Regions from separate parts of the Mus musculus genome. Here all the other regions are linked to region 7. The links are chromatin contacts, called in public promoter capture Hi-C maps. All regions are on one chromosome and are shown on one strand. Each heading gives the region's core, a stretch centred on a gene start, on an enhancer-like site or on the middle of the called end of the contact. The rest is flanking DNA. Distances are from core to core; before and after follow the strand shown. Region 1 holds the start of Polr3g (polymerase (RNA) III (DNA directed) polypeptide G). Region 2 holds the start of Vcan (versican). Region 3 holds the start of Rps23 (ribosomal protein S23). Region 4 holds the start of Lysmd3 (LysM, putative peptidoglycan-binding, domain containing 3). Region 5 holds the start of Tmem167 (transmembrane protein 167). Region 6 holds the start of Cetn3 (centrin 3). Region 7 holds the start of Cox7c (cytochrome c oxidase subunit 7C).

Region 1 (4,102 bases), core at 447-2,946, 4.3 Mb after region 7:
ATGAGGGGAAAGGGACTGGGACCCTGTCTATTTTGCTCCAATCTATCAATTGCTTAGGACCAAGAGAATGAAGTCCTCATTAACACACACACTTTCTCCACCGGAAACAACTCCCTTATTGATCTTTCCTAGGCCTTGCTCTCATCCAGACCAGATATTTGTCATATTTCTATATTTTATGTTCACTGTCAAGCCTTTTTTTTTTTTTTTCTTGTGAGGCAATAAGCAAACAAATCCATCCGAAAGGTCAGGATGGATGAAACGGAACCAAAGCTTTCCAAGCCTACAGGTGGACCGGATAGGCACTATGCAGTGAAGTGAGGAGGCAGATGAAGTCAGCAGTTTTCAAAGCACAGAGCCTAACACTCTTCCCAAGGTGCCATTGCTTAAAAGCCTACTCGTTACAAAAGCTGAAAATGTTCAACCGGTACTTGGGAAAAGAATGGAAAATCTCCAGTCACAAGTCTCTGCAGTGTTACTACTGTAGCTGACTGACTGGGGATGGTGTGAGCTTTCAAAGAGACAGCCACACAGCAGCAGCGCGCATCTCCGGACAGAGAAGCCTGCCAGGGCCTAGTCTCTGCTTAAGCTGACTTCCACGCAGCAAAGGGTGAAACAGAGTATTCCCGCACTGTACCCCAACAGTGCCAAGGAGGTCTGTAACATGCTGTACACGCTCTCCAAGCCCCTCCCTCAGTGACAGCGCACGCCCGCGGGGCCCATTACCATCCTGCAGAATGAGGGTGGGTTGCACTGCCTGCACTCGGAACTGCCTGGCCCTCCAGCCAGGGCTGGGCGCCCGCACCACCTCGCTGTCAGAAAGCCAGGTCACGGTCTCAAAGTTGTCCCCGCGAGCCAGGGCCTCGGCCTCGGCGCGGTGCACAGCCACCTGGTCGAACTGATAGAGACCGCCGGAGTGATCGAAGTGCACGTGGGTGGCCACGGCCAGCAGTGGCCGGCGTCCTGCATCCTCTTTAGACCCGCAATCCTGCAAGAGGCCAGAGGAGTAGAGGTACTCCGGAAGGCTGCGCAGCCCCAGGCCAGTGTCTATCACCACGTCCTGCTCCGAGCCGCGCACCAGCCAAATGTTGGCCCGGTTGCCTGACTCGTAGAACCGTTCTTGAATCCAGAAGATGCCATCGCCCAGAGACTTGTGGGCATACCACTCGAGCGCCGACATGCTGCTGCGCAGGGGTGCGGCCGGGCTAGGTGGGTGTGCCTCCCACAGGCAGTCCAGGACTCGCTGCTGCTGCTGCTGCTGCTGTTGCTGCAGAGCCGGAGGAGCTACTCTCAGCTCCGGAGGAGGTGCGATCGAGGGGCGGGGATGCGGAAGGGAGCGTGGATAGGACGCTGCGACACTGCCCAGATCACCTGTTCCGCGCCCTCCCGTCCGAGCCGCAGAGCGCAGGCTGCACCCCAGTTGCCGCAGCTTCTGCAGCCGCAGCACCAAGGCAGTAACGCAGGCTGCTGAAGCGGGGAGGAGACACCGGGCAATGCTGCCCTGCTCGGGGTTCTACTGCAGGGGCCGGGAGAGATGCGTGGGAAGCGACACACAGGACCGCCCCCACACGGGCAGCGGGGGGCTGTGCACTCGCCGCCGGAGCCCAGAGTGAGGCCGAGCCTGTTGGAGGCTGACTACGGCGCCTGCCAAGGGCTAAAAAGCTCTCTTCCGGGGGTGTGGCCTCGCGGGAGTGGGCGGGGCTTCCAGTGCGCTCTGCTGCGCCGTAGCCGCGTGCGGTGTGGGGCGCGCTACTCCGGAGGTAGAATCTGCGGCTCCTTGCTGGAGGGGCTGCCGGCTTTCTTGCTTCCTCTGCTGCACCGTGTGCTCAAGCCTCGAGACTTGGCTAGCAGGTAACTGGAAGCTATCCCGTTCTGGGCAGGAGGTGAAGAGGGTAGAAGGGAGTTGATGGGGCACGTGGAGAACGTGGTGGCCGGGTATCCGGAGCCAACATTCATGAAAGCCCCTCTGGAGTGACTTTGGGAAGTATCCCTACCTCCCCAAAGCTGCTGCTGCGGTCTTCCAAACCGTTTAAAGTTTTCGTAGCCAGATCTCCCAGCTTTCCGGTGGGTTTGTTCTCAGTGAGAAAGAAGGGAGTTTATCCTCTTACAAGAGAAGACTATGCAAATCTGACGACTGTGTTTTTTCTTCATTCAAAGTTTGGCGGCAGTTTGCTGATAAGGGCATACTTACCGTCGCTTCTGTTTTCTTAATTGTTGGCACCCTTGATAGTGAGGAGAGGGGTTGGTGATAAAATTTTTCTTTAAAAAGAAAAACCTAAATGGCCGTCATAGTTCTGGGTGGTTCTTTGCTCTTTGAAGAGAGCAGAGAAAGTTAGAGCTTAAGGAAAGGCGGAGCACTTTGAGGGGACATGAAAAGTGGATAGGGACTGGGTGTGGCCTTGCAAGCCACCAGAAATCACCCCCACTGTCAGTATCAAGTCCCTGCGCTTGCACCCAACCACTAGCTATTGATACATCTATTTCGGATTAAGAAATCCCTTTGAGAATTTGACTAACCTTCAGAAATTATAAAGAGACCCACGGGAGAGCATTATAAAGGATAATTAGGAAGATTCTTACTGTGGTATCTCCTAATAAGTTTCCTAGAGGGAGAACTGTACTTCCAACACTCCAAAACTCTCTGGTGGGTGTAGGAGCAGGTCACTGCCCTTTTGAGTATTTTGCTAATCTCATCGGTTATGCAGTTGGGACCATTCTTAGCACGAGTGCCTCAGCTAAATGGTGTGTGACAAGCAGAAAACTGTTTAAAAACAAAAAAAAGTCTGATGTGAGTTCTCGAGAATCTGAGGAAGCTAACACCTGTACACAAATACTTGTTATATAATGCAAAAAAAATGCAAAAATTGGATTCTACTTATAGATGGACTAGTGAATGATTGCACTGGCCTTATCGAATGCATTTTCTGCAGAGAAACACAGTGCCCTCTGTACTTTGTTTTTGCTGCAGAAGGGGGCCACTCGGTAAGATGGCACAGTGTTGTTTCTTGGCCATAAGCTCAGAAAGAATTCAGAGATGACTATCTGGCTTGTGGCAGGCTCTAGAGTCCTTTGGACCTACAGTTCCCAATGACACTTTGTTTTCTACTTTTCAGTATGACTCTGCTTCTCATCGTAATTACATTTAAGCTCAGACAGTCCTGAGAGAGGCAGAACTTCTTCAACTAGTTTTTCTGGCCTGGTTCCTGCTTCATTTTCACACCACCTATCAGGTTCTGACAGGTTCTCTAAAGTATATTTTGCCCACTTCCCATACTCGATCGTAAACTCCATTAAAAGCAGAGATGTTATTTTGTTTGCCTCTGTATTTCCAACAGTGAGAGGATGGTTTGGCCCAGAGGTTAGGCTTAGAGTTGGGTCTTTATCAAGACCTCAGTGGATAGTTACTTGGTGAGAAGCAGAAGTTAAATGTCCTAAGCTCTGTTAATTGAAGAGAATGACATATCAGACGATTAGCCTTCTGTTAAATTGATGAGATGAATTGTTAGGGACATAACAATTATCTGGACATAAAATGCCTACGATGTTTCAGAGGGTCGATGTTAAAGGCCTGAGCTAACGCAGAAAAAAGGGGAATAATAGAGAACACACTGCTAATAGTCTTCTGTTAGGTGATCAAAGGAGACAGCCAGAGTGGAATGAGTCAGGCTCGTGATTAGAGCAAGTTTAGGTCATTCTTCAGAAAGATACTGTGACTTGGCTTTCGCTGTCTCCCCTGGCCTCCAGCTACTTGAACATTTAAATGAGCAAGGTTGTGTGTACAAGAGGATGTTACATTTCAGTCACAATTATAACTCACAACATTTTAGATCTAGGAAGAATTGCAGAGGTGAGCGCACCATCTTCCAGGAGATTATGTGTACAGTTGGTTTGGAGAGACTTGAACAACGCCCATTTTCAGATCTCTTGGAACAGATTCTGAACGGAAGTTTTGAGGCAGGACTCTGAGCTGGCAGTCAGGCAGCATCCTGAGGTGATGGTGGCAGTGCTGCTTTGTCGATCTAGTGTTTTCGATTTCAGATTTGGGGCTGGAAAGACGACCCGAGTTCAGTTCCTAGCGACCACAGCGAGTGGCTCACAAGCC
Region 2 (3,793 bases), core at 724-3,223, 3.7 Mb before region 7:
AAATACTGATCATTATCATGTCTGGGAAACATGTAGCAATCTATTACTAGTTTGCTTCTGCCCTACTTCTTTGTAGACTTGTTTATTCAAGTGTATTGTGAAGGGAGAATAGGATAACAGAGAGTTGATAAGCTTTTAGGCCAATGATCTGTCGCAAAGTAGCCTTGGGCAAACCACTTAACTGTAAAACTCAAACTAGGTTCACTTGAATTTAAGAAATAAATTAATGATAATAACTTGAAGCGTTTCAGAGAAAAAATCTATCTACCCCAATGCCTGGAATATAAATAATAATGGAAATTCATTATATTTTATTTTTCTTCTTTCTGAATGAATTCCTATTGATTCAAGAGCTGTGTTCTGATAAGCATCTCTGGTCTGTGCAAGCTTGGGGTGAGTCTCTTTCCATACCTGGTTGTGTTGGCATGTTAAATGCAGTGACTGAAGTCTGATGTCAAGATGTGGCTCTCATTCTGCACAATATATGGGATGAAATTTCAGTTTTAGTAATGGCAGTACAATCGTCGCATAAAGGTTAAATAAGTCACTGTAAGCCAAACTGATTTCGAAATGGCCCGTAGTACAGTTAAGTCACTCACTACAGTGAGTGTAAGTAAAAGGACACATGAAATACACACCGGGGGATGAAATTGTACTGATAATCCTACCACATGTTTATCACTTAAGATCTATGATCATATTGAATCTACAAACCTTAGAAAAGGAGCCCACATGCAGAAGGGTCTAGGTTACAACTTTAGAACTGTGGTTGGCAGCCAATCTAATTAAAGAAATCCAGGGTAAAGACAAACTCTCTGCGTTAATCACTACCGTTTCTGAAGCCCTGTGTTTGATGTCATTCTCTAAGCAAAACATTCAGAGTCAATAATTACAAGGATATTTCCATATTGGTGTAGGAGGAAAAGTTTGTAATTGTTTCAGTACCCTGAGAGTTACTTCGACATGTCTTGCGAACTTATTTTGTCCTCTCTCTAGAAACTCATACTAGACTTCAACGTAACGGAAAATTCAAAGTCGCCCTTTTGTGAGGGTCAGAAATCCTTTGTATTAACTGTTTGACCCTTTGCTCTTTAAGGTCCTAATGGAGTCTTTTGTGATTCAGTGAAGGGTGTGCTTCTCTATATTGATGTTGTTTACATCGATGGATAAGCCTGAGTAGGGGAAAAAAAAAATTGCGAACGTGAAAGATTCCATTTCCAGACAACATGGAAAGACTGGTAAGTCAAAGAAATCTGAGTTAGGCAGAAAATTCTGCAAGATATCCTGTGAAAGACAGAGGTATGGAAGAAGGAAGGAAGCGAAATACATTTAAGGAAAGACGCGGATTTGTGTCAGAGAAAGGATTCTCTTTGAATGGGACAAGGGATTGCTTGGGGGGATTTCCTGTCCAACCCTTTATTGCCAGGGTCTTTGTGTAGGGCCTGATGCCGCGGGCTCCCCATTGGGCAGTTCCCTAGGGAGAGCAGTCACGAAAAGCTTTTGCGTCTCCCTGGGGCTTGGGATCTCACTTTCTCAGTATCTCTTTCAGGTTGGCAGGAGCATTGAGCCTGACACCTCTTCTGATGGGACGAGCAAGCTCCGTGGTCGCATTAAACACATTATACGCAAGTTCTTGGCTGATGTTATAGAGTCCCGTCCGCTCCTAAGGACTGACCATACTTAATTGCTCTGTGCTTGCTGGCCGCAGCAGAGCCTGGGGACTCCTTTCCCCTAATTCAGAAGTAGCAGCCCAGGGCGGGGAAGAGGGGGTGGGGTGGGGATGGGTGGGAAGGCAGTTGTTTGAGACTGCACAGCGAGGTGGTACCGAGTCGTTGAATGAGGAGCACGGATTCCCCCCACCCCCAGCCGATTGGTACTTCTCATCAGGAAGAAACGCTGAGAGGTGGGAGTGCCTGGCCAGGGAGGCAGGCGGTCCCTACCGCAGGCTGAGGGAGCTCCTTTCCGCCCCTCCGCCTGTTTCCAAGCTTGGGCTCTTTGGAGTGACTGAGCTACGGAGCTCTTCAGGAGCCTGTGAATGAACCCTCCTCCTCCTCTCCCTCCTCCTTCTCGCTGAGTCTCCTCCTCGGCTCTGACGGTACAGTGATATAATGACGGTGGGTGTCACAACCCGCATTTGAACTTGCAGGCGAGCTGCCCCGAGCCTTTCTGGGCGAAGAACTCAAGGAGCGCGGGCGCAGCAGCTGTGAGCATTAGGTGCTGTGGCCAAGCGCTGGGACAAGGATCTGCCGCTACCAGCGCATCCTCTCTCCTCTCCAGCTCTGTCCCGCACTCGCTGCACCCTTCCCCAGGCCACCGCGCTTCCTATGTGATCTTCCGGGGCAACGCGGAGCCCTTTCTCACAGCTCAGCAGTGAATTTCCACCCCGAAAACTGCAGTAAGCCGCCTTTCAAGGTAATCACTTTTCTTTTGTTCCCCCATTTAAAAGAAAGAGGGAAAACTTGTTGGGAAAAGAAAACCGTCCAGCTTAGTAGGGGGAAAGACTCACATTGTAATTGGAAGAGGGCTTTAATTAAAGCCAAGAGGACTAGCTGTAAGGCGAAGTTAGAAAAATGTGCGCACTTTCAAACATGAAGGTAACTTGTTAAAGAGATGAATTCAGATAGACCTTGGTGCTGAAAAAGAGCTAGACAAAAGAAGTCCGGGGTGGGGTAGAGGAAAAGGACAAACCGAATAGGGGGAAGGGATTTTGTAGCGAAATCCTAGAAAAGTCCTGCTATCTTGAGTTGGAGGAATGGAATGGACTCCTCACACCTTGATTTTGTTCTCTTTAAAGTGGTCGAGGCAAAAGTTTGAATGGAGAGTCCCCAAACTTGCCCAAATGCAAGCCCCTGAAACCACCTTAGGGCAGACCACCTGGTTTCCTGGCTCCGTGTGTGTGGTCAGTATCTTTGGTTCCTGGAAAGTCACCTCTGGGCAGCTCCTGACAAGGCAGCAGGATACTTTAGCGGCCCAGGACCTGCACGGACATGACCCTTTCCCCCAACCCCTCAGGCAATGTGGGAGGCTATCTGGCAGGGGTTGGGTAGGGTCCTGGGGCTGCTTTTCTTTGATGACTTGAGGGCTGTCAAAGCTCTCTCACGTTGCCCCTGTGTTCTTTTGTCCTGCGCGTGGTGCTCCCGAGCCAGCCGGGAAGGCGCATTGGATGGGGGTGGGGTTGTTGGAACACCGTAGAGGTCTGGGAGGCTCCTGGGCGGGAAAGCTTTCCCTGAACTGGAGGGGTGTGCAGTATCTCCCCCCTCGCTCTGGAAAACGAAATGAAGGCTTGTCCCCCAATCTTTACTAGCAAACCAGGACCCATAGATTCTCCAGACAAAGGTGGCGTGGAGACTCGAGTTGGGGACCAATTGGTGCAGTCTTCTCGCCTGGATTACAGCAGTCCTCTGTTCCCTTCTGTATCTTCATCCGCTCCCATTTCTCCACTTGAGTTGAGCAACTTTACGGGCTGGTGGAGTGGTTGTGGAGAGTGCGTGCCGGGTTTCCCCGGGGACGCCCTGGCTGAGAAAGTCCTACTGCCCTGAGTAGGCGTGGGCATTGCAGAGACTTCTCTAGTGCCTGCAGACCCGGGACATCCCGGTTGTCTCGGTTTGTTCTCGGTGTCAATGGGCGTGGACTGCTCAGAGGGGTTAGACAGAAGAAATAGTGGTAAGAAAATAATGTCATAGCCTAAACTATTTGCTCTCGGATCCAACTACGTTCGCCTCCGCATGTCCTACGTGTTCTCGGGATCCCGAGGAAAGGGAAAGAAATCTCCCCCGAGGCTGCAGGGCAATAC
Region 3 (3,910 bases), core at 953-3,452, 4.9 Mb before region 7:
CAAGTAGCAAGAGCAAAGCGGGATACAGGGTGTCTCCTTCATTTACTGAGGAAGGTCATCTGAGCTCGGGTCCTGCAGCTTGCAAGTGCTTTACTCTTGAGCTCTCAGCAGCCCCTTTCACTGTATACCTTTGAGGTAAAAATTACCAATTTTAAGGTATGCATTCTTCCTTGCTCAAACCTTTCCCTGTGCCCCCCAGTTTACTTTAGCCCAAGCTCTCCACAACTAAGCACACAAATTACACCCCTCCCACACACCCAAAGCATTCTTCCTGCCCCTTGCTCCCAAATACTGGGATTACTATAGCCTTACCCTCTAGAATTCTGCATACTAAGTTCTCCACAATCACCGAAAATTATCCTATAGACCAGGTCAATTAAAGACCTCTATGACACTTTATTAAACTTGACAATTGCCAAGGAACAATAGAAATTCAAGGCACATTTAGAATACTGCACATGTTGACAGTGTCCACTTATTGCAGTGTTATTTCTATACTGTAGCTGTAACAGTTACAAAGTATTTTAGTAGCTGTCTCCTAAAACTGGTAAAATATTTTTGGAGTTTCAGGGCAGGAAGTAAGACACAAAATATTTTTTCAGAATATGAAAATTTATTACTGTGTTTCCATTGTCAAATTTTATGATCTTGGCCTTTCTTTCTTGCCTTTGTATAGAGCCAACAGAGAAACATTGGCTACTTTAACCACCTTAAAGCGGACTCCAGGAATATCACCTACAGCATGACCTTTTCGACCAAATCCAGCAACCAGAACTTCATCATTTTCCTGAAATAAAATAAAGGCCATTTTAGGTATCAGTGGCAATTAAAATACCCACCTGGCAAATTAAATATTAAAAGAAATAAAATAAGTCACCTCAATGAAGTTCAGGCAGCCATCATTGGGCACGAACGCTGTGATCTTCTTCCCGTTCTTAATGAGCTGCACCCTGACGCACTTCCTGATGGCAGAATTTGGCTGTTTGGCCTCAACCCCTCTGCAATATCAATGGCACATGTGAAGTCAGTAAGGTTTTTAAAATTCGATTAAGAATAAAAGTAGAAGCAGCTCCTAGTCAATCCAGTCTCAAATCCTGCAGATGCCACTATTTTAATGAAGTTTTTACAGGCAAAATCGAACTTTAGCGCCACTGGAGTGGTAAAAATGAGGATTCAAACTCTTGTTGCGAAATTTGTGAACGCCACACACAAAAAAAAAAAATCATCACTCTAAAAAGCCAATGCACCAGAAACATGCCAGAAAAGGAATTTTCTCAACTCCAAAAAGATACTAAGAATGTACCAGCTGCTTAAGGTATAGCCCCCCCCCCAACTGTTCAATGTATGCTTTAGTATGTACTATATTACTTTTACTTCTTCCATTCCTTCCAGACTACAGCCGAAATTAAAAACTTTAGTAATCTCATCCCTGGCCGAACATAAACAAGCACATTTCCCATTTTTTCCTTATAAAAACCCCAACCAACGCAGGCTCAGGATCTTTTGCGACTTTTGAAGAACTACTTCGTTCTCAACTACGGTAAACCATCGCTTCTAGCGCGCAGCTTTTGACTTACACTTTTTCCAGCACAATTCCCTTTGCATGAGAGGCACCCCCAAACGGATTGGCCTTCAGGGCTGTGCCCAAGTGGGCTTTCTTGTACTGTTTGTCATGCCACTTCTGGTCCCGTCGGTGACTGCGGAGCTTCCGGGCAGTTCGGAGACCACGACACTTGCCTAAAAAACACACATCACTGAATGCTCCGCAAACCGAGCCCGCGCTTCCGCACACGAGCTTCAGCAGAAGGGACGTTTGCGCCAGAGACCTGTGGCTCCTCTTAGCACGTGGGCCAATTACCCTCGAAATCCCCTAACTCGGAGCTGCACACAAACCCAGGCTGGGGCCTTTACGCTTACTTAAATTTCCAGGGTAATGGGTCCCGGCAAGGCCGCCCGAAGGCCGCAGGAACTCTTCCGTATGGCCACGTGCCCGCGGGACGGCGCCCCTTCTCCCGACCTCCGCCCGGTTACAGCCCTACTCTCCGCTCTATCTCCCCACGATAGGCCGTATCCCGAGCTCTAGAGCCCTGCGGCGGCCCCTCAGCCCAGCCCCGCACAGCTCACCCATCTTGCCGGCGCCACGGGCCCAAGAGAAAGAGAGAGGAGGTGCAGGAAGGACCCACAAGGCATTGCGGGAAGCCCCGCCCAGCCGAAGGCCCCGTGCGGCTGTCCAAGCGGCGCCTGTACCGGGGAGTGTGTGGGTGGAGGAAACGATTCAGTGCCTCCACTTTTGTGAGACACAGAGTTTTGTTTAATATGTATCAAATCCAAAGCAATTTCATTTACGCTGTTATTTCCTTTTCAGGCAAATGACAAGGCTAGAGGAATACGGACTACCAATCCCAGAAATCTTTGCGCTAACTGCTCACTGCGCAGGCGTCCTCTGCAACTCCCTCAACCCACCCCCCCACCCCCCCACACCTCAGGCCCAGGGCTGGGCGGTGCTAATTCGGAAAGGGCGGAGCGGGGTGGGGCTGGACGGAGTAGGAGGTTCCCAGCGTCAGTAAATTGTAAATTTTAGTGAGGCAATGATTCAGTGATGAAAAATCGATTATTTTTGTTGTTGTTGTTTCTAGCCAGACTTGAGCTTTAAACAGTGAGCTGACATTTGTTGGTTGTGCGTCCTTGCTTAATTCTAGTACCTTTACAACCCGAATCTTTCCTGTAGTTTTTCTGGGATGTTGAGTCACATAAAAATGAAAATTTTAATGTCTTTGCACTGGATATTTGGCAGTTAAGAGAACGAAGATTTTTCTCGTTAAGTTTATATTCTAGGTAAAGGGACAGAGCCTATAAATATAAAAAAATATCTTTACACACTGACAAATGTTATAGAAAAATGAAGCTTTTTAGTGAAGGGGTGGACTTTAAGAAGGTATCCCTGTAGGTTACATTTGAGCTGGGAGCCTATATTTAGCATAGGATACAGCCTTCCAGAAGTGAAAGGTGGTTCTCTTGTCAATTGAACTGAGAGATTAAAAAAAAAAAGCAACAGTGGTTCTGAAAGCCTGGGCATTACAGAACTTTACAGCTGGGCATGGTGGTGCATGCCTTTAATCCCAGCACTTGAGAGGCAGAGGCAGGTGAATTCCTGAGTTTGAAGCCAGCCTGGTCTACAGAGTGAGTTCCAGGACAGCCAGGGCTACACAGAGAAACCCTGTCTCAAAAACAACCAAACAACCAAACAAACCAAACAAACAGAACTTTACCGCAGTAAAGCCTTCTGAAACTCTCCTCTGATATTAAATCTTTAGATTTAAGCTGGGGATTCTTTTTTTTTTTTTTTTTTTTTTTTTAGATCTGTTTATTTTATGTATGTAAGTACACTGTAGCTCTACAGATGGATGTGAGCCTTCATGTGGTTGTTGGGAATTGAATTTTAGGACCTCTGCTCCCCGGTCGGCCCTGCTTGCTTGGGTCAACTCCATTTGCTCAGTCCCTGCTCTCTCAGGCCCAAAGATTTATTTATTATTATACATAAGTACACTGTAGCTGTCTTCTAACACTCCAGAAGAGGGCATCAGATCTCATTACGGGTGGTTGTGAGCCACCATGTGGTTGCTGGGATTTGAACTCGGGACCTTCAGAAGAGCAGTCAGTGCTCTCACTAAGCTGGGGGATTCTTTAAGAATACTTTGCATTTATCTGAGATTAGTTGTAAAGAGACAAAAACAGATGAGTCTGGGAAGCATTTAGGAAGGTGTGATTGTAAAAGCAGGAGGTGAGTGTGGCTTGGACGCTCAGGGGAGGTGCTGACCTTCCTGGATTGGTTTTACAGTTTTGCAGTAGAATCAACAGGATTTTTGAGGCCTGGATCTTGAGTAGGAAGGAAAACTCCTGAAAAGAATGT
Region 4 (3,749 bases), core at 1,048-3,547, 4.4 Mb after region 7:
TGCCACCTCTGGGCTGATGGTCCTGGGTTGTATAAGAAAGCAGGCTGAGCAAGCTATGGAAAGCAAGCCACTAAGCAGCATCCTCCACCACGGTCTCTCAGTGCCTGCCTTGGCTTCCCTCAAGGATGGATGGAGATGTATAAGCCGAAGAAACCCACTGTGGTAGTTTGTATATGCTTGGCCCAGGGAGTAGCACTATTAGAATGTGTGGCCCTGTTGGAGTAGGTGTGTCACTGTGCGCATGGGCTTTAAGAGTCTTATCCTAGCTGCATGGAAGCCAGTATTCTGCTAGCAGCCTTCAGATGAAGATGTAGAACTCTCAGCTCCTCCTGCACCATGCCTGCCTGGATGCTGCCATTTTCCTGCCTTGACTTACTGGACTGAACCTCTGAACCTGTAAGCCAGGCCCAATTAAATGTCCTTATAAGAGTTGCTTTTGGTTATGGTTTTTATCACAGCAACAGAAAGCAAACTAGGTCAATCATAATAAATTCCTCAAAGACAGCAGAACAAATGTTAAACACACAAGTGTGTTTATCTCAGTGAAGATAACATCTTCCAGCAAACTTGGAAAAGCAGTGCGGGGGGTGGGGAGGGGGAGGAGAGAAACCATCAAAAAATTATGCATGGATCCTGGAATGCAAAATGGGTTTAGAAGGATGGATGAAAAGAAACGAAAACTAAAATAAAAAACAAACAGACAAGGGAGGGTGGCAGGAGACAACTAAAACTCAGACAACAAAAAGATGATATTCTCTATGTAAAAACATACCTATTTCATTTCATAAAATCCAGCCCTTAAAATCCAGTTTCTGACCTTGCTTTACAGGGACACTGTATATCTTTAAAAGTTGAAAAGTCTCTATTTAGATAATTTATTAACAGCTATATTAGTAGCTTGCTTCAGCTGCTCCCACAGGGGCTAAACTATTGCCAAAAACCACTCCAAATTTGACAGATCCAAGCTAAATGAGAGCCACGTTTCACATCTCAGTTTAAAGTAAGGAGCACACCTGTTTCTACAAGGACGCTTGCACTCCCTTATCTAGGTCTTTTCTAAAAACAAAATAAAAAGCCCACATCTTAGATGTAGAGGATGTCTGTCAGTTTTGTGGAACCAGTAGCAAGTTGCATACATACATACATGTACTACCTCAGGAAGTATCTGTTTCAGATCCTCAAAAGCATCCATCAAAAGCAGAAAAGATTAGATCTAAAGCAATGCATATGGGTGGTTACGTTGCCTTAGGTATGCTATCCCTCTAAAGCGCTCTCCCTCCCATTCTTAGTACAGCTCTCTGAAATTACTGACTAATACCCAGAAGCCATTTGAAACAATGTGTTCTTCTATCAGTCTTTCCCTCACCATGTCTTAATCAGGAATCAAAAGACTCCCGTCTTCGCGCATCTGTCTCTATTCCTCTAAAATGACAGGAAAGCAAAATAAACAATCTGGACACTACGGTCTGACTGTTCATCTGTAATCCAAGTGCCAAGCTGCACTTTGGCCCAGTAAGGTAATGACATGTCAATCTACTAAAGATTAGAAAGTACACGGAATCAAAGCCATCAGCCTCAATTCTCTTTACCTCTCTGAATTATCTATGGAATCTATGGCTTCAGAAAACTAGAACATGTTGCATACTGCACTGCTGACAAACGTCCTGAAAGTGATCATCAATGGGTATCGTGAGCATGTTTTCATCCACCCGGTCTAGACCGGAAAGCGACCTCTCAAATCCCTAGGTACTACATATTAATTGCTGCATATTAATATTTGGTCTTGACCTTCGGCAGGGAGCAAGAGAAGACTCACAGGGCACAAGCCAGTTCAGCACTTAGGACAGAATCACCCCGATCCTATTCTCCAGGGCCAATTTTAAACCTAAGCAACAACTGCAAACTTCCTCCCTCTTCCATTCCACTCGCTTTTATTTTTATTTTTCCCTTTCCTCCGGACGTCCCCCGCAAAGATTACATCTCTGATTTCTAAGTCGCCGCGTCAGACTGGGACGCTTCGGAGCAGATGCTAAGGGGACAGGCAGAATGGCCCGGAAAGGGCTGCCCAAAACCGGGAGGTAAGAGTCCTTCCCGAACCGGGGACAGCGCCCCACGGTGACCCCCCGATCGACGTCCTGCCCCGCCCCGCCCCACAGCCACCGTCACCTGTCCTCTAGCAGGGGCGCGGCGACACGGTTATGTCCTCCACCACAGCCGCGGCCCCGGAGACGTTCATGACCGACTCTAGGTTCTCCGGTGTCTGGGTCCGCTTCTGCCACCGTCGCCGCCGTCGCCGCCGTCCCCGCCTTCCGCACCGACAGCCGCCGCCACGTCCGCAAACCTGCGGTGCGTCATCGCGTAGAGTAGGCGGAGGTGCGAGGGCGCGGGCGGAGGCGGGGAACCCAGAACCCCGCGGCCAACCGCAGGCCCACGCCAGCACGCAGGCGCGCCGATGCGGCCGGGGCGGGGCCTGATTTCAGCCCCGCCTCTAGCCCCGCCCGTCCGGGGGCCGCCGGGCCGTGTTGGACTCCTGCAGTCTGTGAATCTAAACCCAACGGGTCCTCCTGGCTAAGAAACGTACTGAGCGGAGGGCATGCTTGAGGAAGAGCCAATGGAGAGCCGCTGTGCATTTCTTAATGCTCTGTATCTGGCACTTTCTTCTCGGTGGGGCAGAAGAAAGCAAAAACACTGGGCCGTGCTTTACCATATCGAACGAGCCCTAGAGCAGCAAACAAGACAGGCAGAGTGCCTTGGGTCTGTAGGTCAGCAGAGTGAGCCACCTAGCCAAGCTAAGCTCACAGTGCCCTGGAGCTGCACTTTGATGGGACAAAGTTGTCAACAACTTGTAACTAACCTACTTGGATTTGAAAATTAACAGGACGCCATTGGTGTTGCACTATCTATGGCAGTGAAATAAATACCTCTCTTCTGACTTTTTTTTTTTTTTTTTTTTTTTTTTTTAGAAATTTGCCGAAGTGGTAAATACAGTGTTTGTATTTATGCGAATGATGTATGACATTTTAAAGGTGCACCTGGTGTTTTGTGCTGACGACCGACAATGCACTTGACTAAATGCTTACCCATTTAGGTCAACATTGCCTAAAGACGTACCACACTTTTCTTTACAGTCCGAATACTTAGTAATTATAAAGCCTTTGGAACGCTGTTCCAATTTCCAAAGGGTTTTTTGTTTGATTGTTTGTTTGTTTGTTTGTTTGTTCTGTTGGTTCCTTGGTCGGTTGGTTTTCTGAGAAGTGCCTCTGCAAGGACTGGGATTTTACTTACATTGCAATAAGCGCCTTTTACTTGAAAGGACAAGGCACTGTGCTGAACAATGCTACAAAGAACTCCAGGCAAAGACAACCGGGGAAAAAAAAGTTTGCCCAAGTTATTCTTTGAGCTCTTGCCCCTGTGACACCGCTGTCTGTAACCATTTATCACGGAGACATTTTCTCATCAGGAGACAAAGGATATATTCCGTTCTTGATGTGTAGGGCCTCGGCTGTTCAGGCCTCATGAATGTTAATGGAATGCAACCGTCTTTTTGCAAGTAGGTTACTTTTCTTATTTTAATGTCAATAGGCCATGGAATCCTTGGGAGAGTCTGAGGGAGAACGAATTCCAAGCATTTCTTCAGGACTACTACCTGTTTGCTTTGAAGAAACATCCTACACGAGATCTGCAAAGCTTTTGAATGATTGTTTGTATCTAACTAAAATCGAGTATTTGTTTACCAAAAGGGCACACTA
Region 5 (3,843 bases), core at 1,244-3,743, 4.0 Mb before region 7:
AGAGCTTATCTTCTTACTTTCCACTACAGAACTTTGGTTGTGAGTCAAGCTATAGTTCAGAGGTCATAAATCTCTTGAAGCGTCAATAGCTATCTGGTCCAAAGGTGGAACCAATATTTGATTAGTAGTTTTAGAAAAATGAATTCTTCATATACCTCGATAAAATGATTGAAAAGATATTCTGAAGGGAAAAAAGCAAATCCTACATGAAAAAATGTACTTTGCAATCAAGAAAATATTAAATGAAATCTAGGTTGTTTGGTAAAACAGAAAAGTTAAACGCTGGGTGCTGGTTACTCACTTGAATCATTCAATGCTTTAAAAAACAATCCCCCAAATTTAGACTTAAACTATAAAGATACTACAGTCTCTAGGAACTCAAAGTATTTATTTGCTGTTAAGTACTCTGAGAGAAGATCACTGCATCTACATTAGATTCCTATTAACCTTATACAATGGCTTTCAGAGTGAAGTTCATGGAATGCTTTCATAAGGTCAAACTATAGAGACATATTCTTTTGTACTGTCATTTTTATTGCTAATACAATAAGAATTATGGTAAAAAAATTTACCATTTTACTTTTCTCTCACAAACCTTTCTTGGATTTCCTCTGTGATTAATGGCACACTTGACCAAGGACCAGAATATAAAGACAAACGGAGCTGCTAAGTTTAATCTTTACCTTCTATGTTATTTATAACCAATATTATTTTTGGACATTACACTTAATATTTAACATGTGTAACTTATGACCAGTAACATCTCTAATAAAACATTCATTGCATACACTTTTTTTTTTCTCACAACACTTAAAAAAGTAAAACATACAGATTTAATACTATCACACATCCTTCCAAAGCCATTCTACAAATATAGGGATACATATAATTCACCCTTCAACCCTCCAATTCCAGTTACACACCCATATATTCAACAAATCATAAGTTAAAAAAATCTGGAGCAGAAAACTGCATATCTTCATGAACACACCAGTCACTTTTCTTGTTACCACTCCATAGAGTCATTAGATAAATCTGAGGCCTGGCTTTACTTACTAGGTACCCGATCCTAGACAACTCAGGCTCCCTACTTTTCTCTTCCTTTACCTGGAAATATCTCAGAAGTCAGGAATTTAAAGCAAGACAATGCTTAGAAACTACATCTTCTACACATCAAGTACTAGTAAACAAAAGCTTGTTTTTGGAAAAAGTTAAAATACTGTACATCTTAAATTATCTTGATTTTATCTAAGTAGGAGAGGATGTAAAATGTACCTTTGACTAAGAGCAAAGTCATTCTACTTGTTTCTCGGTAAATAGGCAAGAAAGCAACTTTTCAAGTTCTGTAACTGTTTATTAACATCCTTTTGACCAAGAATATACTATCTGCAGTACGAAGTAAAAAAAAAAAAAAAGGCTTTAATGGACTCAAATTCAGTATCTTCTAATCGTAGAATTTGAGGTCTAGTGGGGGTGGGAGAGTCCTGGCTGATTTTGAGATGATAACACAACAAGCTTTCTCTAGAAATATAGTTATAAATGGCTTCTAAACCCACTGAAGTGATAGTGAAGGGAGATTCCTGCATTTACCAGACTACTGAAAAGATGCATTCATAGATCTTTAAAAGTTAATTACTAATGTTTACTTTACTCAGGGGCTTTCTGTTCCTTGTCCTGACCTTTGTTGTTGTTGCTATTTGTGATTTATAGTGTAAGGTTTTCTGAGGTTTAAACTATTAAACAATCAATAATAACACGCATAGGAACTCCCAAAGTGAGTGGTGGTCTGCGAGTAAGGCTCAAGTTCCTTCGAGACAGTAACTAAAATCATTAAAAACATTCGTTTGCAAAGAAGTGTCTTTAGAATTGAAAAAACGATGAGGGAGGGGCCCTATCTCGCCATTGATTCCACAGGTAAAACGGAAGCAGTAGTATCTAGTGTTAAGAAAACCGGCAATCCATTAATTACTGCAGAAAGATGCAGGTTGGGTGACACAGGGAACACATAAAAGAAAGGGGAAAGGGGGAGACTGAGACTCCAGCGTTTGAAAGTGTATATCCGTCCAGATATTTGTAGCAGATGGCAATCGGCTTAGTGGAATGCCACCGTAATTCCACACTAAACAACGCAGCAAGTCGGCCTCTTGGCGAGGGGCCGAGTCCACCACCCGGGTTCTTCCTAGGACTGTTGGCCTGATGCTCCGGGATGTGCATCGCGGCCGCATGACTCCCAGCCTGTGCACCCTCGGATCCCCGGAGAATCACGCTAGCGCCAGGGCTCCCGCGCCCCACAGCGCCCGCACCATCCCCGCCGCCCCGCACGAGCCGCGGCCCCGCCGAGAAACTCAACCGCGGCCAGGAAGCCCAGGTTCTTACCATAGTGAGGCCGGTGCTGGTCCAGCCACATCACCCTTCCGGGCCGGGGCGGAAGAGGATGCAGGCCCGCTGTGCTTCCCGCTCGCTCCAGCGGTCCGGTTGGACCTATCGCGGCGCCTCCGCCCATGCCGCACCATTCAGACTCCGTGATAGGCTTCTGTTACCGGAAGAGGTGGGACTTGGCCGACGACTCGCAAACCACGGTATTAGCGGATTCTCTCATTGGGCGCATCGGTTTATCTCTGGCGTCCACAATTTTTAGAAGACCGGAAGTGGAGTACTGAGAGGTAGGGCCCGGAAGTGGCTGTGGTGTCTTTCCAGAAGCAATGCATTTTTTCCCCCCTTTCTATGTCAACCTCCTGTAGTCCCTGATTTTAGCTTTAAAGCTGCGCAGTGCGTGCTTTTTACCCTGTCTGTGACCCCCTGAGCCTTTTGTAGATGTAAGGTTTTCCCAATGTGAGCACCTGTTGGGCTCCTTCCTAAGTGTCTCTTTCTGTGTCACGTGGAATTTTCAGTCGTGAGGGACTCCTTGGAACTGTGCTGAGCTGCTCTGTGGTGGAGACTTGGATTTAAAAGGCTGCGTCCAGTGTGATGACCCACCAGCCCCTCCCGCCAGCCAATGCTGGCCTTGGCTGGCCCCCTCCTTGTTTGCACACTCTACATCCGGGGCTTAGACGTTCTAGGCCGTGGGGAGAGGGAAAGAACTCTGTGGTAGCTACTGGAAAGGAACGGCCCATTCCCGAGGGGATTATTTGGCTAGTATAAAACCAGTGGGTGAGAAACGATTTCACCTCTAGTTCTCTTTATGAGTTTTGTAGATACGGGGAAGATGTAATCTGATGTGTTCAATTTTATATACATTCTTGGAATGATTCTGAAGTCGGGCACTTTCCCCACTCTTCCAAGTGTATCAAAATTATGGAAATCCTGTGTGTTTAAATAATTGTTTTTTTCCTTTAGTCAGTATGGCTCTAGTATTTATTCAGAATGTTACCCATTCTTTAACTTAATGACCTAGAAGAAGTATAGAAAGCTTTAGTGAAGGAAACTGATGTGATATGTTAATTTCTAACCATTATTTAGCTGAATCATGAGAATCTAGTACTTATGGCAACACAGTACTTTTACCTAGTGCTATGCTATATGTGATTGTGTTTATTACTGCATTGTCATCCAAGATTTTATTTGAAATTATTACTACATTTTTAAAATCAGTTATACCCAACTGCTAAACCTGTTGATCAAATACTCAAGTTCAGAATCTGCATCTTAGTGGTATCAGGAGACTGCAGGACAAGGGATTTCTTTGAGTATTTGAATGGGGGACTGGGGATTAGGCCAATAGGAGAAGTGATTGTCATTGAATAGTCTCAAAATTGCTTTGTGTTATACTTACTATTTAAGTTGACTAACCATGAATGTTTCAAATGTAGACGTAGAAAATATGTTCTGAGCTCAGTAAGTTTG
Region 6 (3,711 bases), core at 420-2,919, 4.3 Mb after region 7:
CTGTTTTCTTGTACCACCTGTGGGTGGGCACTACAAACAGCCTCACAGTTCCGAGACAAGCTTCTAAAATAGACTTTAAAGCAACAGTCACAAATGCAATTGAGTTAAACAAAAATGGGTCTTAAAAGTCCCCTGTTACCTTTAATTCATGATAATCTATGGCTTGGTCTTTGTCGGTATCAAACAGCTCAAAAGCATCTTTAATTTCTTGCTTCTGTTCTTCAGAGAGCTCTCTTCGTTTTTTCCTTTTTGTTTTGTCTACTACAAGCTCACCTCTAGGACACAGAAAAATGTCTTTAGGCCACTTTAACCCATCTTAGGACAAAGATTCATTTTCTAAATTTTAACAAAGCAGAGTAGCCTGGCAAATAAAGGAACTGCCCCTAAATCAATGTCCTGTAGTCAAATGTACTTTTATAAGAGAAATCCTAAACAAAGTCAAAAGCACCGAAAACACCATACATATTATTCATGTCATCTACCAAAAATAAAGAACAAAACAATGTCATCTACCAAAAATAAAGAACAAAACAATCAACCAGAATAGACTTGATTTTGGACAGCTTATAAATTCTCACAATTACTACAAAAAAACAACCATAAAACTTAAAAGATTACTTTTGCACTGTAAGCTCAAAATGTTTTTAGATTATACATTTGTAACACTGCTTTGTGGTTTTATTCCACTGATATTAGCCAGGCAAAATATAAAAGGGTCTAAACATTCAAATACTAGACACCAAAAAAAAAAAAAAAAAAAAATCACAGCATCTAATAGTCGTGCTTAAGTCTACGTGATGTTTAAAAGTGTTTTAACTCTCACTTAACATGTAAACGATAGGTTAAACGTCTTAAAACTCTGGAGAAGCTTAAAGAAAAATCTAAAAAGGGCACTTGGATCTGAAAATGTCTGCCTTCAAAAGCTGCCAATGCAAAAAGCGGTCCAAATGTGTAAACGAGGATACAGCACGTGTATCCGCACGTTCTAAAAGATGGAAGCTTTAAACCTCAAACCCTTGAAACTCGGCTAACTAACTGCTCGCGCTATTTACGTCTGGACGCCGTCGGGCTCAGGGACGCCGGCCCAGTGGCCCACGTGACCCCGGCTGCCCCCACTCGCCACACCCCCACGCCAGCTCCCGCCTCCTTCGTCACCCTGCGGAGCCAAAGGGGCGGCGCGGCGCGGCCCGCCCGGGGCACCTTTAACTGTAGATGGGCAAGGTGAGGAGCCAATGAGGGGAGGGATGGACGGAAGTGAAAGGACGGTGTCACGGAAACGAGCTCCACCCGAGACGCCTAGAGCACAGCGTGCCTCGGGGCCCGGGGAGAAAGGCGAGCGCTCCTGCGACTTTCCAGGGGGAATCAGGCAACCAGGGCTGAGTCCCGCAGTCGCGTGAGGGAAACCTCGCGAGACTTCACTCGGGCTGCGGCGGTGCCCGGAGGCGGGAACCGCCGAGGTCTGGTGCTCGGCGCTGGGCACCCGCCCCCGACCCGGTCTCCCGTCCACACCCGCCCTGGCCCTCTGGGGGGACGGAGGCACGGCCTCCTCGTTACCGACCTCAGAGCTAAACTCATTCTCTCTTCCGACAGAGATGTTCCACTCGGGGACTTTACCACGGGAACCGCTCAACAGCCACCAACCTCCACGCCTCGGGGACCACCCACCAGACAAGTTTCTGGGCGCGATTGGCTGAAATTGCCAACAGCCGGCCTATTGGGGCGGAAGCGTCGCTGCTCTTCTTTTTTCATTGGTCAGCATTCATGTCAATCAAGTACACATTTTTTGGCCCTGGTTGTCAGTCTGGCTCCCTGGATTGGCCAGGTTCTTTCCCGACTCCCTTGCGCGCGTATTAGAGTCACCACGCGAGACTCAGGCAGGCAAGGCGAGGCCCCACGCGTGACATGCACGGCGTCGACCGAGGGAAGGGAAAAGGCCAGCCCAAGCAGCCTGCTCAGAACGAGGGAGCAGTTTATTGGGGAACCAGGTCTGCGAAAAGATGTACAATTTTAGGTGGCCGGTGCACCTGAGAAACTTAAATCTAAAGGCGACATTCTTTATTCTTAGTTCAGTGAGGACCAAGCTAAGCGTTCTCCCCCGTACATCTCCCAAGTGATTTTAAGGCAGGCTGGATTATGGATTAGGCTTCTCGTTTTGCTGTTTTGTTAGGTCATTTACAATGAGACTAGCCAAACCACCCTTTTCTTCTGTGCGATTGGAAATGTGTGCTTGCTTCTGCTTCTCATTTTCTAGTGCTATAAAGTGTTTATGTGCGTCTTATCTTCACTGCCCACCAAGCCTCTTAAAGTTTACTTAGATCATCAGACTGCGAGCGAGACTGACTGTCTTCAAGGCCAGGGTTCTGTTTACACGAGTATTTGTACCAAACAAAATATCTGGAACTTAGGTGCTCCATAAATATTTGATGCATAAAATGAGGTATTATTGTGGAAAACTTGGAAACTACTGAGCTAACCTGCAGTGCTTATCGGTATAAATACAATAAACTGGGGCTAGGAATTAGAAACGGCAAATACTGTATGTAAGCTTATATGTGAACGAAGGACGCTGTGTAATTGGCTATGCATGAGTTAAGCTAGAGTGTAGATAGGAATTTGGACAAGTAAAGGATTGGGATAAAGCTAAAAAGTAATAGCTAAATGATAGCACTCCCAAAACCAAAGTAGAAAAATGTTGAAGAACTCAACTGGGCATGGTGCTACACATGTTTAATCCCAGCACCCAAGAGACATGTAAGCAGATCTTTGAATTCTTTACATTGTGAATTGCAGGCCAGCCAGGACTAGTAGTAGACCCTGCCTAAAATATAAAAATTAAGTACTTTTACTAACAAGTTTAAAAGGAAATTAGGCCAAGCAGTGGTGGCTCACGCCTTTAATCTCAGCACTTGGGAGGCAGAGGCAGGTGAATTTCTGAGTTCGAGGCCAGCCTGGTCTACAGAGTGAGTTCCAGGGCAGCCAGGGCTACACAGAGAAACCTTGTCTCGAAAAAACAAACAAACAAACAAAAAAAGGAAATTAGATTACGTCATATGTATACTAAAGAACACTAGTGAAAAAAAAAACTACTAAAATTTTAAGATTGTAAAACCAAGCCTAAGAAGAAAAGTATTAAATAAAGGTGAAAATAAACCATTTACATGGAGATGTTTGAAACAAAGGACAAAATAAACTAAACTAGAAGGAATAAATTACTGAGAAATAATATAATGAGATTTTTTTTAATGGAACTTTGATAGAATTAAAAAGCTGGTAAAATATTCTCATTTAATATGAAGAATTTTCTTGAAACACATAAATTTCACATTCTTCTAGGAAGTGAAATAAAGAAGAAATTATTACTTAATACTTTAAAAGAAAGTTTTGCTTAAAAGTATTTCTCATACAAGCCTGATGAGGGAAGTTGTATTCTCCTGCCTTGCAACCCCACTGGAAACCCATTGTGAAAAGAGAGAACCAACCTCAAACAATGGTCTTCTGACACCACACGCGTGCCATGGCTGTGGCCCACATGCACACACACAATAATTATTATAAATTTGATGCTTCTAATACATAGTTAAATTTAAATTATTTCAAAGAAAATAAAAGTAACTAAAAGTGACCAAAAGTTGGAGAACTGGATTTGGTCAATATAGACAAAAGTAATCAAATAAAATTCTGTTTCTACAACTAAAACATATTTGATCCACT
Region 7 (3,964 bases), core at 100-2,599:
AGAGTCCAAGAGAGTCATCTAGATTAGGTAAGGATGGCCTACACTTGTGATAGAATTTGCAACTATGTTTAACAGGCAGATTCATAAATATGTAGATGACAGATAGATGATAGATAGATAGATAGATAGATAGATAGATAGATAGATAGATAGACAAACCAACAGACTGACAGACTGAGAGCTAGATGACAGAATGTAGTCCTGTGATTTGCTTAACTCCTGTTACTTTCTGAGCCTTAGTAGCTTGAATGAAATATTTTTACACATCTCTTAGGATATAGTTTCAGCCAAATTTTATCATCAAATATGAACCATATTTAGACTAATCTTAATTTAACAAGTCTATGTGGTGTTCTTCTAAAAATTATAATTTTTAATTATAATATGATTACAGCATTTCTCCATTTCTCTTTTCTCCCTCCAACCCCTTTCATGTACCCTGCCTTGTGTTCTCTTTCAAATTCATGGTTTCTTCATTTCATCCGGTATTGTTACATACATAAGTAATATTATACAGACTGAAAAGGTTATATTTATATATTTAGAGATACACACAGTGACCCCCTTTTCAAACGATATTCTCACAAAAGGTGGGATGGGATAGGGAGTTTGGGGGGGGATTGGTAAAGGGAATAACATTTGAAATGCAAATAAAGAAATTATCCAATTTAAAAAAAAAACAATAATCTACGAGTGTCTAGTAGCCTTGGCTAATGTTGATGCTCCATGAAACTGTTATGTTCAGCAGGAATAAACCAATTCCTAATCCAGGGAATCTCCAGAAGTCAGAAGGTTCTTGTGTCTTCTCCAACCTAATCATGCTGCGCATAGGAGTTTCTATCTGTATGTCCTCTTATATCCAATTTCTATACCTTCAAAAAAACCAGGTCTTAGCACTTCAGTCCAGTTTTCACTACGGCATCCTTTGTGCTACATACTGTTTGATCAGTTGCTTGTGTTCCCTCAGACAGGACTATAATGCACATCTTTCAACCTTGGCAAAGAACCATAATCAAAATGACTGATATACTCACAAGAAAATAATTTTATTTCTTGTTCCATTAACTTGAACACACATGTTAAAGCAGCTTTAGTTTCTTCAATAAATTGTTTCTGGAAACAAATCCCAAGAATCCTAGATCTGAACTCATAGGACAGCTCAGGTCCCATTGAATCACTAAAGGTAAGTTATCACTTGGTGCTGGTGCGCGCTCATTCTAGAGCCAGACTACATTTCCCACAATCCATCGGAGCCGATATGGCGCCCGGTATTATCTAAACTACAAAGCCCACAAACCTCAGAGCCCGCCGGTTGAGTACGTTTCAGGAAGTTCCTGTTGTAACTCCCATCTTCCCTTTCGGTCTTCGCGCTCTGCCGAGCAAGGTCGTGTAGAAAGGGGAGTTAGGTGGTACGGCCATTTCTTCCGCCTTCCGTGTCTGCGGCCCTCGCAGAACTTCCAGCAGCGACATGTTGGGCCAGAGTATCCGGAGGTTCACGACCTCCGTGGTCCGTCGCAGCCACTATGAGGAGGGTCCGGGGAAGGTGAGTGAGGCTCGGCTGCCTAGGGGCAAGGTGACGCTCGGCGGCCGGCCTGGAGCGTGTGGGGAGGGAAGTGACTGTCCAGGAGCTCGGGGAGACACTCAGGCCCCTCAGTCCACACCCCGGGGAGAACTGGGAAGCACGGCGCCTAGCCGCTGCCTCCACGCCGCCTGTCAGCCGCAGAGCGAGGCCTGGAAGGTTCGGTGGGAGCTGGGCGGCGTCGGAGATTGAAGGTCATTGGAAACAAAAGAAGAGGGCCTGTGGCTGGTTATTAGCGCTTTAAACCAGCAAGCCACGTTTGAAGCGGCGATCCTCGGTTAGGCCCGGTTTAGCCCCCAGTGTAAGTAAACGGAGTACTTAGTGGTGACTGCCCCGGAATTGTTAGGTGAAGCCTGGTAAAGGGAAGAGAGAGGATGTGGAATAGGAAAAAGAGAAAATTGTACTGTGATTGATACTGAAAATTCGAATAACAACGGACGAGAATGATGTGTTTGTTTCTAAAAGTTACTACTTCGGAGAGTAATTTTTTTTTCAAATATTAAAACCAAAAAGACCCTTACACTTAATAGGGCCTACCAACTGGTATTCAGAAAACCTGCGTGTTAAATTAAAATGAAAATGTTCTGTCGAATGCAGCTGATTATAAAATACGTGGTTGCTCCCGACCCTTTTATTAGAGCAAGTTCAGATGCTTTGAACGAATGTTTTTTGCCGTGTTCTCTCTTTCTCAACAGAATTTGCCATTTTCAGTGGAAAACAAGTGGCGGTTGCTGGCTATGATGACCGTGTACTTTGGATCTGGGTTTGCCGCACCTTTCTTTATAGTAAGACACCAGCTACTTAAAAAATAAGGATATTTAATTCATCCCTTTAACAGGTAATTAGTAAGCTTCTAATTTTCCTAAAACAGTAATTTCTGTTCTATACCCTATACACTCTTCCACAACATGCAAGTAGATAGTTGTCTCCAGATTCCTTAAGGTTAAGTGTAAATGTCATATTGGTAGAGGCAATTTGGAAAACCTATTAAAAAAATAAAGTATTGATCAGTAAAGGTCAGTATTTTACAAGTACTCCTTGACCCCAATAATCTGAATATATATTATGCAACACACCTCTAAGATAAGTAGTATTAAAACCCCATTGAAGACACAGAGATAATTGATTGAGTTTCAATAGCTAGTAGCACTAGTGTAGGGTTCCTACAGAGGATAATCTTGTTCTATGAATCACACTTCATAAATCAGTGTTGTGTCTTCTACAGAAATAATTGAATCTTCAGCGACAAAAGTGCACTAAGGATAGCCAACCTTTGACATTACCAAATGGTATTGACATCTACAAAGTTGATGGGAAAGAAACCCTGAAATGTTCCAGTGTTCTTTTCATTTCTACCACTCCTAGTTATCTATTTTATGGTATTAAAGTTGGTATATCAGTTGGTCTGCTGAGGTTGAAAAACTTAATAAGTTTCTCCATAGACATGTTGCATAGTGGTAGCCTAGATCCCTTCATATACATATGTGTTTATTTAGCATAATTCATGAAAATTTTGGTACATGTGATGAAGCAAATCAGTATGAATAAAATGATACTGTAAACGCTTTCTGATGTATCATCAAATTGATAGATGATATGAAATTGCTGTAACTTGTAAAGTCGGGCTTCTAATGCCATTTTGTTTTTATTTTGCAGAATGAAGAAAGTTTAAGAGATGATCTGAAAATTGGATTAAACTCTTGAACTCTTATACTAGAAAAAATTGTAAATAAACTAATGACATAAAGATTCAATGCCTCGTCTCTGCAATAAGGAATGTGATAGTTATTACTTTTGTTTGATGAGAACTATATATGAGAGTTGGGGTGACGGGTCAGTGCATGACATGCTTTCAGGACCTGCTTATAAGGCCTGCTTTGATATCCTTGAGTACCCTGATCAAGAGCTGGCAAGCAAAATAGCCTGCTTTTGATCCCAACACCCAAGAGGCATAAAATCTCTGGTCAAGCTGGTTTGCTAAGCTAACTAGGATTAACACTGAACTCTGGGTTCAACAAAAGACTTTGCTTTAGAAGGCAGTAGAGGAAGATACCTGAGGTAACGTTGGATTTCTATTTGCAAGCTCACACATGTCCCAAATGAGAATGCATATGCATAAAACACAGTTGCATATGATTTAGACTTTATTATAATCTTAAATTACTGGGTGTCATTAACTTGTTTTTTAAATTGGGAACATGTAGTAACAATTTGAATATACATACTCATCCTAACTTAAATTTAAAAGTAGCCTTTGGAGATAGGTTTCTCAGTGATTAATCATGTGAAGAATCAATAAGTTCTAGTGAATTGGGTACTTTGACTATTTTCTTTCTAGATTTATAACCTAAAATTGAAGGTTTTGTATTTGAGAGTACTGCTAAC

What was found. Promoter capture Hi-C pulls out the DNA fragments that hold promoters and counts their contacts.
Region 1: a contact with region 7 is called in a promoter capture Hi-C map of pre-B cells. The contact joins the promoter of Polr3g here to the promoter of Cox7c in region 7. A contact is called at or near these places in 1 of 39 promoter capture datasets (pre-B cells) and 1 of 484 Hi-C or Micro-C datasets (CD8 T cells).
Region 2: a contact with region 7 is called in a promoter capture Hi-C map of pre-B cells. The contact joins the promoter of Vcan here to the promoter of Cox7c in region 7. A contact is called at or near these places in 1 of 39 promoter capture datasets (pre-B cells) and 1 of 484 Hi-C or Micro-C datasets (pre-B cells).
Region 3: a promoter capture Hi-C map of pre-B cells shows a contact between it and region 7. The contact joins the promoter of Rps23 here to the promoter of Cox7c in region 7. A contact is called at or near these places in 4 of 39 promoter capture datasets (cranial neural crest, frontonasal cranial neural crest, liver and 1 more) and 1 of 484 Hi-C or Micro-C datasets (CD4 T cells).
Region 4: a promoter capture Hi-C map of pre-B cells shows a contact between it and region 7. The contact joins the promoter of Lysmd3 here to the promoter of Cox7c in region 7. A contact is called at or near these places in 2 of 39 promoter capture datasets (liver and pre-B cells).
Region 5: a promoter capture Hi-C map of pre-B cells shows a contact between it and region 7. The contact joins the promoter of Tmem167 here to the promoter of Cox7c in region 7. A contact is called at or near these places in 3 of 39 promoter capture datasets (cranial neural crest, hematopoietic stem and progenitor cells and pre-B cells), 2 of 484 Hi-C or Micro-C datasets (CD4 T cells and pre-B cells) and 1 of 9 other capture datasets (liver).
Region 6: a contact with region 7 is called in a promoter capture Hi-C map of pre-B cells. The contact joins the promoter of Cetn3 here to the promoter of Cox7c in region 7. A contact is called at or near these places in 2 of 39 promoter capture datasets (liver and pre-B cells), 1 of 484 Hi-C or Micro-C datasets (pre-B cells) and 1 of 9 other capture datasets (liver).

What each region holds. Positions count from the first base shown.
Region 1 is chr13:81,708,607-81,712,708 of GRCm38.p6, reverse strand. Polr3g (polymerase (RNA) III (DNA directed) polypeptide G) reads left to right here and starts at 1,696. Exons shown (of 8, transcript NM_001081176.1): 1 at 1,696-1,851. It overlaps Mblac2 (metallo-beta-lactamase domain containing 2), which reads right to left and starts at 1,292. Exons shown (of 2, transcript NM_028372.1): 1 at 727-1,292. The coding sequence starts at 1,180.
Region 2 is chr13:89,740,692-89,744,484 of GRCm38.p6, reverse strand. It overlaps Vcan (versican), which reads left to right and starts at 1,973. Exons shown (of 15, transcript NM_001081249.1): 1 at 1,973-2,412. All of the region lies in intron 1 of Gm4117 (a long non-coding RNA gene), which reads right to left.
Region 3 is chr13:90,921,414-90,925,323 of GRCm38.p6, reverse strand. It overlaps Rps23 (ribosomal protein S23), which reads right to left and starts at 2,202. Exons shown (of 4, transcript NM_024175.3): 1 at 2,125-2,202; 2 at 1,578-1,737; 3 at 878-998; 4 at 592-787. The coding sequence starts at 2,128. The coding sequence ends at 641.
Region 4 is chr13:81,656,354-81,660,102 of GRCm38.p6, reverse strand. It overlaps Lysmd3 (LysM, putative peptidoglycan-binding, domain containing 3), which reads right to left and starts at 2,297. Exons shown (of 3, transcript NM_030257.1): 1 at 2,167-2,297.
Region 5 is chr13:90,088,317-90,092,159 of GRCm38.p6, reverse strand. It overlaps Tmem167 (transmembrane protein 167), which reads right to left and starts at 2,493. Exons shown (of 4, transcript NM_025335.3): 1 at 2,377-2,493. The coding sequence starts at 2,379. Xrcc4 (X-ray repair complementing defective repair in Chinese hamster cells 4) reads left to right here and starts at 2,552. Exons shown (of 8, transcript NM_028012.4): 1 at 2,552-2,663.
Region 6 is chr13:81,781,205-81,784,915 of GRCm38.p6, reverse strand. It overlaps Cetn3 (centrin 3), which reads right to left and starts at 1,669. Exons shown (of 5, transcript NM_007684.4): 1 at 1,559-1,669; 2 at 140-275. The coding sequence starts at 1,575.
Region 7 is chr13:86,044,180-86,048,143 of GRCm38.p6, reverse strand. It overlaps Cox7c (cytochrome c oxidase subunit 7C), which reads left to right and starts at 1,349. Exons shown (of 3, transcript NM_007749.3): 1 at 1,349-1,543; 2 at 2,275-2,417; 3 at 3,236-3,346. The coding sequence starts at 1,469. The coding sequence ends at 2,391. It overlaps Gm22574 (a small nucleolar RNA gene), which reads left to right and starts at 3,096; the gene lies at 3,096-3,155.